Linked DNA regions of Mus musculus: region 1 is linked to region 2. Evidence: chromatin contacts called from public ChIA-PET data. All regions are on one chromosome and are shown on one strand. Each heading gives the region's core, a stretch centred on a gene start, on an enhancer-like site or on the middle of the called end of the contact. The rest is flanking DNA. Distances are from core to core; before and after follow the strand shown. Region 1 overlaps Ptpn14 (protein tyrosine phosphatase, non-receptor type 14). Region 2 holds the start of Smyd2 (SET and MYND domain containing 2).

Region 1 (5,912 bases), core at 1,903-4,402, 55 kb after region 2:
ATCAGGCAGAGGGCTGAGCTGTGCAGACCGCCTGGCCCAGGGCCACCAGACTACAGTGTTGTGAGTATACAAGACAAAGCAGCAGATACCCAGCCTGCCACCCATCACTGTATCAGACTTCTGAGCCAGAACAAGGGGTGAGAGAAAGGACAGCAGCGCCCCCATTGACCAAAGACGGCATCACCACCCTTGGAGGCACCATGCTCTCCAGCCAATCCCACCCTTCACCTAGGCTTCCGGAGAAAGATTGCTGAGGGCGAGGACAGAGGACAGAAATGCAGGAGAGAAAAGCAAGCACCCAGCAAGGTGCAGGAACCCAGTGTGTTTGGATCACTTTCCAGGACCTTGGCTCTCTCCCTTCCAGCTGAGGATGGTTTCTCTCTCTTGCCACTTTTGACTGGAGCATTACCAGTTTGCCTGCAACTTCACTAGAGATGCTTTCCCTTTATGCCTCTGTGTCTAAAATGTCCCATGGGGGCCACCACCTTCCCTCCCGGAGGCTAACACTGCAGATCAGTCAACGTGTGGTTCAAATGAGAAGCACTATATTATTGTGTGTGTGTATGGGGGGGAAGCATTATATAATAACTCACAGAACTTATTCCAAAGAGGGAAAAAATAAATTATCTTATATAAAATAATACATGATGTTTGTGAGTAACTCTGGCTTCTGCCTGCTGCCAGCCATCCACCTCTGGCTGGGGGAGGCAGATGTTGTCGAAGTGGCGCCCCCTGCAGGACAGAGCTGCGTCCCTCCTCCAGAAGCTGCATCCCGGAGGAGATCAAATGAGCCTGGAATTCTGCAGGAACTGGACGAGGACTTGGTAGACGAACTTGTACTGCGCAATGGTCTGGATCATGAACATCCTCTGCTCCCTGAGGAATCGCAGCATCGTGGGCACCTCCACCTTCTGCAAGAGAACAGAAAGGGCACACAGGCTGAGACAGAATGCCTCCCCGAGATCTCCCCTCCCTGCCGGGGAAACCTCTGCCCAAGGCGGACAACCAAGAAGGAGGCGGAGCTAAGACTCTGCCCACTGTGGACAACCAGGAAGGAGGCGGAGCTAAGACTCTGCCCACTGTGGACAACCAGGAAGGAGGCGGAGCTAAGACTCTGCCCACTGCGGACAACCAGGAAGGAGGCGGAGCTAAGGGTTCTGACCCTCCAGGGCTTTAGGAATCGGCTCTGTGCCACGGTTGGAGACCCCTGTTTCTGGTGTGGTATCGTTCACCCGTGTTTGTTTACTCGTGTGAGTGAATCTGAAAGCTGTTTGCACTTACAGTGCAAGGTTCTCAAAGCAGTGGACTGTGGCGAATGCCAAATACCATTCCTTCCCTCCCTCCATCCCCTTCCCTTTACATACAGGTTGAGAAAAATTTTGAGGAACTCACTCTGTAGTCTAGGCTGACTTCAAACACATGATGCTCCTGCCTCAACCCCCTCAAGTTAGCTATTTCTTTTCTTTTCTTTTCTTTTCTTTTCTTTTCTTTTCTTTTCTTTTCTTTTCTTCCTTCCTTCCTTCCTTCCTTCCCCCTCTCTCCTTTCTTTCTTTCTTTCTTTCTTTCTTTCTTTCTTTCTTCCTTCCTTCCTTCCTTCCTTCCTTCCTTCCTTTCTTTCTTTTTAAATTTATGACATTTATTTGTGCGTGTCCTGGGGACCAAACTCAGGTAGTAAAGCTTGCTGTCTAGTACCTTTACCCACTGACCCATCTTGCTGGTCCAGATATTTCCTTTGTGTGGTGCATGGATACTCATGTATGGGGTATGTGCTTGTAGTGCACACCATTGTACATGGGTGCATATTCTCAGAGGCGGACATCAGATGCCCTATGCCGTTGCGACAGAGTCCCTCACTGAACTGAAGCTTGCAGCTTCTCATCTGGGTTGGCTTCTCACCAGAGAGCCCCAGCACTGTGGTGCGGTGCCCTTCCTGCCCTGTGCTATCATCTGTGCCCTGTGACCGTGCCCTTCCCGCCCCATATAATCATCTGTGTTCTGTGAGTCTCGTGCCTCCCCTGGCTTTCTGTGTGCTCGTCCACACCTAGCTTCTCATGGACGCTGGGAATCGCCTCACATGTGAGCGCTTATGGCCACTGGGATAGCTCCTCAGCCCTCAAGACACTTCTGATCTCTTGGGAAAACCGCCTCCCAATCTGCCATCCCTCCCTGCCTCCACAGCCTCCACCTCCATTTCTCTTTCTCTCATATCCTCTTCCACCCTCCTTATCCCCACCACCACGCCTACCATCACCCCTACTCCCCATCCTCACCCCCCACCCCTACCTCCATCCTCACCCCTATTTTCACCCCCCACCATCCCCCCCTCACCCCCCCCCCACATCACAGCTATCAGAACCCCATCCTCACCCCACCCCCATCCCCACCTCCCACTACCACTGGTACACAGTGCCCCTGGCATTATGCAAGGCAGGGCAGACATGGTCCTTGACACACCATGAACAGCAGGGAAAGCCATACAGTACTGACACTGCAAAGCAGCCTGGAGACCAACCTTGACCTCACAGCCACCACCTCGCAGCGGTGGAATCTCCCTCACTCCCCAAGACCAACTGCTGTGAGTCATGAGAACGAGAGCATGGTTGGGCAAGAGACAGCTCAAGAGGTAGGACTCCACACTCGCCACCAGCTCCGGGCGCCCCCATCAGGTGGCTCACAACCACGGTGACTACACGTCAGAGCCGCAGACACTTTCCTCTGGCCTCTGTGGGCGTTGTACTCACACACATGCCTAACCTAGCATCTCCACATGATTAAAAATATATTTTAAATGAGACAAAAGGGGGAAAGTGTGGGGAAAAAAGAAAAGCCACTTCTTCGTTGACAAAGATGAACGCTGCTAGAATCACAAACCAAAAATACAAAACACACAAATCACCTCAGTAATTAGAAAAGGCAGGCTAAGCAGGGATGCGAGGAAAGGAGGCCTAACGGTCTTATATTCATTTGTTAAAAGTCTTTGTTTAAAGAACAAACTAAATATGTTGGCCCTTCTCCTGAGAGGGAGACAGGAGTGGGAGGAGCCAGGCCTGAAGAACACACGGGGCGGAGCAGCCGGTCTGGTTGCCCCTTGGTCAACAGCAACCCTGGGAAACAAACTGGACAGATAAGGTTGGCTGTGCTGGCGCTGGGGGAAGGAAATGAACTGTGTGAGTCACCTTATCGCTGAATATCAATGGGAACAGAAGTTGTTTTAGGACTGTCCCACACCAGCAAGGAATGTGCTGGCATGCAGCTGGGTACTGAAGGAAACATACCACAGCGGGGGCTGGGGGCACTGAGCCTCAGTGGGGGGGGAAGCCCACCGGATCCCCGTTGGCTGCATCCCCCAATTCACACCCATTCAGCGCCAGGCTGGCTTTGATGCACGGTGAGCAGCGTGATCTCCAGCCTTCCCAGAGGCTGTGGATGGGGCTCCAAAGAGCTAAGGACAGGGCAGTGTTAAATAAAGCTGCTTTTCAAATCTCTGAGTCTACGAGTACACGTACTAACACACTGAAGCATCCATTACACAGAACAAGGGTTCCCTGCTGCACGATCTGGAACCTGAACAGCTTGTGGGAAACAGTGTGAAGGCAGGAAGTGACCTCAGAGGAGGAGAGCTTGCTTCCTGCCATCAGACAGCTGCTTAAAGTTACACAGGACCGGCTACATCATCACACGATTGCTCTGGGCCTGGCTTTCCTCCTCTGGGCCTGGCTTTCCATAGAGCAGAGGTAAGGATGCCCCTCTATTGACCTTACAGCCTAGGGTTTGGGACCTGGTGTAAGGGTTACATAGCAAGACCCACGAAGAAGCACAAGAAAACACCCAGAACTGGGGGGCGTACAGCTCAGTGGTAGGGAGGGCACTTTCCTGACAGGTGTGAAGTTCTGGGTTAGCTCCCTAGAACTTTCATAAACAAACCAACACACAAACGGAGAAGCAGAAACCAAAACCACTGCCCCCACCCTGCACACAATCTTATGTGAATGAAAGCAGAGCTGTTGTCGATGGCTCTCACTGTAACTCCAGAGTCTATGGCAGCTCGAGATAACACACTCCTATGTGATTAAAACAACGAATGGCCAATGCTGGCCCACATAGCACAATATATTGCCAATATACACAATATATTGCCAAGCCAGACAAGGGCAAACGCCCCCAGATGAAAACTATACCTGCTGTGATTATAAAAAGACAAAGAAGTGTAAGAGTATGTTCTATGGGGGTGTGGTGAGGTGTGAGGGAAGGGGTGCCTCGGTGGGCCCATGCTGAGGCATCCCTTCCCCCTGAGGGACCAGCCACACGACAGTATAGTATAGAATAAGGTTTATTCAGGACATGGAGAGGGGAGTTAAGAGGGTGGTAGAGGCAGAGAAAGGCAGAGAGAGGGAGAGAGTAGAGAAGTAGAAGCTGGCCATGACCACGTGGGGTGGGGAGTGTGGAAGGAAGTGGGGAGAGATGGGGAGCAAGAGAGAATCAAGTGGGAAGCAGGAGTAAGAGACAGAAGAGGGGGCAAGCAGCCCCTTTTATAGTGGGCCAGGCCTACCTGGCTGTTGCCAGGTAACTGTGGGAGTGGAGTCCAGACAGAATACCAACAATACCATAAGGACAACAACCGTGTCCTACAGAGATGCATCTATCAACACACAGGATTTGGGCCAAAGCACATCCCAGAAATGCAGGACACATTGAACTACACGTGCCAGAGCCACGTGCCATGTCAAACAACCACAACAGAACTCATCTGCCTGCTTCTGGAAGTGAATGCCCACGGCAGTCAGGTTTGCTGGATGTTTCTAGAACACCCTCATTTCTTCTTGTATTTAGGAGCCTACACACAGCAGTGAGCAGTAAGAGACAGGAAAGCTATAGATTCTGGACTCCAGCTGGGAACAACTGGTCAGCGGAGAGGCGTCGACCACAAAGCTGGTAGGAGCATGGTTCTGGTGAGAACCAAGGTATAGCAGGCCTGGGGATGTGGTTCAGTTGGTAAATTGCTCACCACAGAAGTGTGAGGATCTGAGATAAGTTTTTAAAGAACCATAGTTGTGAGCAGTAACTATACATGGTAGTGTGGACTTAATCCCAGCACTGGGAGGTGGAACAGGAGGAGCCCTGGGGCTCACTGGCCAGACAGCCTAGTGTCTATTTAGTGACGAGAGACGCCGATGGTACCTAAAGGAAGCCCACTGAGGTTGAACTGTGGCCTCCACACACGCATGCACAGGTCCAAGTTCACTTTCCATCCCATAAAAACAAACACAATCAAAAGGTGGCAAGGGGGAGGCGGACGACTCACTTCGTTGTGTTCCAGGCAGTAGATCATGAGCTCAGAGAGGATAACCACACCAGTCCTTCCCACACCCGCGCTGCAGTGAACCACGATGGGGGGGTGCCTGGTCCTGATGCCTTCCAGCACGCTGTTGGTGTGGCGTCGGACTGACTGGATTTCCTCCAAGTAGGCTGCAGGATAAAATGTGTATCTTGTCACCCAAGTGTGTCACATGTCTTTGTGTCCAGGGGGGGAGGATGGGGGGGAGGCACCAGGGCTGAGGGTGACTCTTTTGTTTTCCAGTCATAATAATTTGCAATTCTTATAAGACGCTAATCATTTGGCTGGTAACTGCTGCAACACCCCGAAGCCAGAAGAGACCAGCTGGGAGTCAATTAGTCCACAGGAGAACTTGTTCTTTAAATAGTTCTTTTTAAAAAATTAAATTCTGTTTCCCTCTCTGCAAATCCCCAAGTCCCCCTAGCAGATGATTCTAGACATTACTTACAGTATTTCATACCACTAACAGACTGGGATCAGAGCATCCGCTAAGTCCCCTTGAAATGCCCGCCTGTCAGAGCCAATTCCTGTTGGGGAAAGAGCAGCCACCTGCCCCATCGCTTTCCCAGCACAGAAT
Region 2 (6,514 bases), core at 1,288-3,787:
AGTGGCATTACCCAGGTCCTTCCCGATTAGACCCCAGCTGTCTGTGGCTATAGGACCCCAAAGTGCTGGATCTCCTCTGCACATGCGCAGCAGATAAAGTACATATAGAGGAACAACAGAGGGCCGGGGCGTGTTCCCTGCTGGCCCCTCTGCCAGGGCTTTATTTCCGAGCCCAGAGCTGTTTCTTCCACGTGTTAATCTGCAGCTGGAAGGATGCGTTACAAATGGATTAGATGATCTTTTAGGCGGTTAAGCAGAGGGGGCCTTCATCCTGTGCCTTGCCCGTATTTCAACGCGAGGCGAAGCCATCCCAAATCTTTCTAACACCGATTTTTCCCAAATCATGGGACAAGCGGGAGAGGAGCTGGTACACAGGCGGGCCCTGGCAGCCAGACAGCTTCCTTCATGGAATGTGAGACCGCTGAGTGGCAGAGCGGCAAGCATGAGATGCATGGAGGGTGCTGTCATCGGTCTGCCCCGGCTGGCTGGGAGCCGCGCCTTGACCATTTATTTTAAGCACGGGTTTTATCATTACGGGAGGCTCCTAACTTTACAGCTATTGCCTCACTGCCCCGGCTCCAGTCATTCGAATTCATCCCGACTTTTCTGAAATGAAGCTGCTTGTTTTCCAGTGTTCTCCGGTAACACTCAACCTCTGCCCTGAGATGCCCTGGATTGAGTCCCCAGTGCCCCGGGGGACTGGGTGTGGTGCTGCATATCTGTAATACCATCACTAGGGAGACAGAGGCAGGAGGATTCAAAACCCAAGGTCATTCTCTGGTACTTAGGGAGGTTGAGGCCAGCCCGTCTCAAAACAAAACACGCAGTAGGAGAAAGGTGTGTGTGTGTGTGTGTGTGTGTGTGTGTGTGTGTGTGTGTGTAATGGAACACATTTCTCAAACTCTGCAGTGAGTTCTTGGAAGAGTAAACCATGTACTGAGTTTACAAACATGTTGTTTGTTTATTTCTATGTCTTTTCTTCTTTGTACTGCTAAGATATCCTTCCGCAAATCAGAATGCTAAAAAGCAAGCCAAAATGAATCCAAAAAAACACGCTGCAGATCTACATAGGTGGGCATCTTTAGAAAGTCTCAAGATTTGAGAAAATGCTTCCAGCAGACGGCAGAGTGGGCTCTAGGCACAAACCTACCTGAGAATGTTGCTTGTCACAGGTGAGTAGGGTATGGAAGAGGGTTTCCCAAATCTTACACCTATTTTAAGGTAAGCAAGATGTGTTAAATAAGCACATTAGCTCAATGGTACCCAGTAATGAAGGGTTATTATTACGTGGAATTGAAGGATCCAGGCCTACACTTTGTCCAAGTTTATAGTCCAGTGATGTCCATGGTTACTAAAATGGATACATGGACCTACAAGATAGTTCAGAGTATAAAGGCACCTACCACCAAACCTGACAGACAAATCAGACACAGGCCCCATGTGGTAAAAGGTGAGAACCCACTCCTGCAAGTTGCCCTCTGACCTCTACACATGTTTCCAGCACACATACAGGGGTATGCTCGCACACATGCACTCATACTTACAAAAAAAAAGGGTAATAATAAAAAATAAAAATGGGCCAAAGAACCCATACCCACGGTGCCCTTTCCTTGGAGGAAGGCTTATTCATATTATCACTAAAGAAATTTTATTCACGGGTTCCAAATCCCCCATTCTATGATTTGCCCTGTGAACGAAAGCTGGAGAGAAAAAAAAAACAAACCTGCAGCTGGCACTGACCCTCTTTCTGCAAAGCTAATTAACCGACTTGAACTTCAACCTTTGCGGAGAGGCTGCAATGTCTGGAGCTTATTGGCAGTTTTCCTTGGGCCCTCTCCAGTTCCCTTAATAGCTACCCGTTGCCTATCCTGTGTCTAACCTACCAGCTCGTGAATAACAGGTAAAACCGCCTGGAACATAATCAAGCCATACATTGAGAGTGCAGTCAGATTGCATCTGAGGCCTGTAGCTGAGGTTCCCTCCCTTCTGCAGCCAGCCTACCTGGGGGGTCCCACCGACATATTTTTGACGTCTTGATTTATGACTTTCTTTTTCTGTTATTATGGAATTTTTTTTAATCAAATTGTTACAACGTTGGAACGTAGACTTTGGGGTAACCCAAACCTGGCCATGACCCCTCCTATTGGCTCCAGAATGAACTCTCTCTAAGTTCCCTGGGAGGTGAGAACTGTGTTTTTTAGCACGCACAGCTCAACTGCAAACCACACTCATTCATTCCCTGCTCCACCACCCGGGATCTTAGTGGGGACGCTGTCTGCGGGCACAGCGGGTGGTGGCCTGGGTGGCTTGGGACTCCAGCCTTCCTCACCGGGCAGCGCAGCCTGGCGGGTGCAGGCGGACTCCCGTGCGCGCGCCCTGCGCACCGCCCTCCCGCCCCGCGCTCCGGGGCGCGGCCAGGGCACAGCACCCGCCCCGAGCAGAGCGCCGAGTTCCTTGAAGGCCGGCGGCCGCGGCAGACCTGCCTTCGCTCCCTCCCTCCCTCCCGTGACGCGCGTGCCCCGCAGCGCGCAGCCGCAGCGCCGCCAGCATGCGCGCCGAGGCCCGCGGCGGCCTGGAGCGCTTCTGCAGTGCGGGCAAGGGCCGGGGGCTCCGCGCGCTGCGGCCCTTCCACGTGGGCGACCTCCTCTTCTCCTGCCCGGCCTACGCCTGCGTGCTCACCGTGGGCGAGCGGGGCCACCACTGCGAGTGCTGCTTCGCCAGGTACGCGGGGACCGTGCGGGCGGGAGGGGCCACGCGGAGCCACGTGCGCCGCGTCCGCTGAGCCACGGCCTGCCCCGCAGCCGGACCTGCGCCGCCCCACGCGTGTCCGTTCTAGCTTAGGTTCTCTGTGGTCCCGAGGCCTCCCGAGCTGTCCTGAGATGGGCGGCTCCCCCACCCCCTAGGGAGTGATGACCCGATCAGCCAGGGACGCTTCCGGTCATTCTGGAGGAGGGAAGCTATGGAACAGACACGCCTATGAGACTGGGCTCCGTGGATTGGGATGAGGGGACACAGTTTGTTGGGAGAATATTTGATTGTACTACTTCATACATGTCCTGAGTGTGTAGATGCTGTATCCACGGCCACATGCTAAGCCTTAAGGTAGTTGCGGATCAGGAAGGTGCGTTGGGATTCCCCCATCCCACCCTGTGTCTTCATTTTACAGACACACTTTATCTTAAAGGCCGAGAAGAGATCATTTTACTGTTGGGACACTAAAGCCCAGAGAGGAAGGGTAGCTGTGTATACACAAGGCACTAATTAGGGGCTGGAGCCTGGCCTGTCAGGACTGACACGTCCCGCCCACCCACTTCCTTGCTTCCTAAGTTTGCTGAGGTAGGGGGTCTGGCTTTGGAGTTGAGCCTGTCCCAGGCCATCTGTGGATGCCTGAGGAAGGAACCCTGCCTGACTTGCTTTGAAGGTCAGTGTCATCACCTTTGAAGTGGAGATGGTGGGCTAGATTAAGCTAACCTGGGGTTCTGCAGGTACCTCTTGCGGGCTGCCCCCAGTCCTGCACTCCACGAAGCTCTCAGCCTCCCAGACTCGTGCGCCTCGTTCTACAATAAGACAACAAAAGAATGGACAAAGGTTGCATATTAGAGTAATCTCGGCCGGACTCCCTGCCAGAACTGTCTTCCGCTGGGGGGGACCTGGAAAGGAACTAGACGCAGAAGCGTGCCGTGGGCAGCGGAAGGGCTGTATGTGATGTGCCTCTTTGAATTGGCGAGCCAAGAGCTAAAGGGTCATGGCACCACTTTGCGACGTTTGAGTGAAGTGAGCATTGGGTTTTCCCAAAGTTAAAAAGGCTGCTGCAACTGGTCCCTTGATCTTCTGAGCCTCGCTGTGGCTGGGAGTCTGCAGCAGTGTGGGTGTCTGCAGTAAAGGAGCAAAGCGGGTCACCCAGCACAGAGGGGGCCTCCGTCAGGGGTCCTGGCGCTTGGTGTGCGGTGAGAGGCGTGGGCCTTGCGGAGTGCGTAGTAGGGACTCGTGGCCAGTTCTCTCCTCCTGAAATTAAATATCTGCGTTGACAGCTGAGGCGTGCTTCTCTCCTGTTGGGAGTGTCCTGATTGTACAAAGACACACAAGCTTCCAGAAGTACCCTTACAAATCACCCAGCCTCAGGAATCCTGTCATTTGTGACAGCTAACCCCCCACTCCCCTTGACATTTGTTAATGTCACTAATTTTGCCTCAGTTCCCTCTCCTGGGCCCCCCAGGCTGCCATTCCATTGTCAACCAATCTCTTCTGTTTGGCTTATGTAACAGTCAGAACTTGGAACTCAACTAAAATATTGCCCAAGAAATAAAACTCACAAGATCCGTGCACCTAGAGAAATCTTCGTACCGCATCCCGTGGTTGCCGTAAAATCTGGTTAGTTTTGCTAGATCGTTCTAAGACTGTGTTACTCCATCTCCTACTTGTGTGTGACTGAGGCCTGACCTGTTCTTGTGTATTAAAGGGGGGGATGCACAGCTCTGTGGAGTTTCAGGAGCATGTTACAGGTGGGGTGCGTGTCGGTTCATGTGTCATGCCCCCAGAAAAAAGCTGCGCTGTCCTTTTTTGTGCTAGAAGTATAGTATTATCACTTAAGATAGATGAGCCTCCCGGGGTCTCATGCCACATCTACTATGTTATAATTTAACTCACTTGGGAAGAAAAACTATTTCTCCAGGAGTGAGCATGTTATATTAACCGAGAAATAATGGTAGAATGTTATTTTTTAAGCTCTCTACAAAATAGGATTCTTAGTGCCAGGAATTTTTTTATTCCCCCTTCTGGCAGTTTTAAATTAGTATCACATTTTCTCAGCTTGGTAGGTGACATTTGGGAAGATGCAGATTTTGCCTCAGCTGCTAGAAGGCAACTCCTAAAAATATAAGTAACTTCTAGGTGAGAGCTATCCCTCATATATACATACATATGCACGCCTGCCCACCCACCTGCCCATATGTCTGTGTACGTGTTTTGGTCCCTGGTTAACATCTACACACAGTTCTTACACATTCTTTAAATATATATATATTTCAAACTGAAAACTGGACATTCTGACTCAATTTTATTGGCTTCAGAAAGAAAGGCTCAGCTGTGACCAGGGGTTGACTAGAATATACTAGAATATTTATTCTTCCTCTAGGACCGAGGTCTCCCTCTTGATCTTTATTCTCTTGCTCCTGGACTGCTGTATAACGAGGATGCTGAGTGTGGGAGAGAGCCCGAAGGCCCTCGTGGCTTTTGCAGCAGGGAGCCCTGTGCTCTGCCAGGCTCACACGGACTGAGGCATTAAGAACAAAGAGGATGAGAAGTCCTGTCATGAGCAGTTAGACTTTTGCCCCCTTGTCCTCAGGTGAATTCCCTAACCGGTCCATCTTGCTTCTCCCATTGCCTGACATGAAATAGGCATTGATGGATGCAGTTACATAAAGGACCTCAGAGGCAGCACTCAGTGCTGCTCTGACTCCAGCTATTCTAGAATATTCTGTAAGAACATGAGGAAATACAACTTCAAATGTTCTAAAATTATCATGATTTCTAGATGGGAGATTGGGTATAGGCACTAATAAGGATTTTCCCTCATCTGTTAAATCCGTTTATTAAATACATAATGAAGATGAAGACACACAGACAAGAGATGTTCTCTGAAAGTGACCCTTAAGAATAAGGTGAGCGTTTGTGACGCAGGCCTGGGACCCCATCTCCTTGGGAGGCTGGTACAGGGTTACAGAGCAAGCTCAGGCTAGCAAAAAACAAAACGAAACAACAACAAACTCAACTCTATGGGAATCCTGCTGCTTGGGGGTGGCATGTCCTAGTGTGGGGGAGGAGCGTGGTTCTTCTGTTTATAGGTAAGGAACTCTTTGGTTAGCACTTCCACTGTTTGAGAGACAGCAAAGCAGGGACAATCTCTAAGAGCAATCTCTAAGAGAATGGGCTTCTGGCTGTGTCTCTTCCACAGTGACTGTGGGCAGTGAGTTCCTCTGCCTGTAAACTTATCCCTCAAGCGCTCATCCTGCGGAGCCTGCTGGAAGGTGAGAGTGGAAGTCAGGTGCCCCCAATGGCTTTCCATGGGCTGAGCTTGGTTTTTGGACTCTCTGACTTATATACAAGATATTGCAATTCCGGAAACATGCTTTGTGAGGTAGAGGGGATCCTCTACTCACCGACACAGAGCTAAAACCTGCTGTCCTCCTGAAACTTCCAGAACAATAATGGGGAGAGTTTTCACTGTTTCCTGAAACCCAGTGTCAGTCAGCATTACATCCACAAAGGCAGGGCTCCCTCAGAAAGTCTTTCCGACTCCAAGGTGCTCAGACATGTTATTCTTGTAGCATGAGATTAGATAAATACTGAACGAGAATGAGAGAAAACAGGGTTTTCCACCTAATAAGGCCATCAGGACTCCTATTTCTTCCCTTGGCCCTGATTCTTTCAAATATGACTCTTAAAGTCAAAACAATATTCTTTGGGTGGTGGTGGTGGTGGTGTGTGTGTGAGTATGTATGTGTGTATGTATATG

Evidence for each region. ChIA-PET counts read pairs in DNA pulled down with a chosen protein or histone mark.
Region 1: an RNA polymerase II ChIA-PET map of memory CD8 T cells shows a contact between it and region 2, with 124 read pairs. The contact joins the enhancer-like site here to the promoter of Smyd2 in region 2. A contact is called at or near these places in 3 of 39 promoter capture datasets (embryonic stem cells, liver and stem cell-derived epiblast-like cells), 11 of 484 Hi-C or Micro-C datasets (CD4 T cells, the N1E-115 cell line, Th1 cells and 5 more), 8 of 115 datasets of contacts at active chromatin or transcription factors (CD8 T cells, the SCID.adh cell line, effector CD8 T cells and 3 more) and 3 of 9 other capture datasets (adipose tissue, embryonic stem cells and liver).

What each region holds. Positions count from the first base shown.
Region 1 is chr1:189,864,926-189,870,837 of GRCm38.p6, reverse strand. Ptpn14 (protein tyrosine phosphatase, non-receptor type 14) reads right to left here. Exons shown (of 19, transcript NM_008976.2): 18 at 5,303-5,466; 19 at 1-911. The coding sequence ends at 783. Among named protein-coding and RNA genes, the nearest start is that of Gm26574, 30 kb to the right of the region's middle. Within about 2 kb of position 3,152, at least 166 of the 459 cell types and tissues checked have an H3K27ac peak or open chromatin away from gene starts, as enhancers often do. A contact at or near this core is called in CD8 T cells, Th1 cells, adipose tissue and 6 more, where this site is marked.
Region 2 is chr1:189,918,314-189,924,827 of GRCm38.p6, reverse strand. Smyd2 (SET and MYND domain containing 2) reads left to right here and starts at 2,537. Exons shown (of 12, transcript NM_026796.2): 1 at 2,537-2,721. The coding sequence starts at 2,549.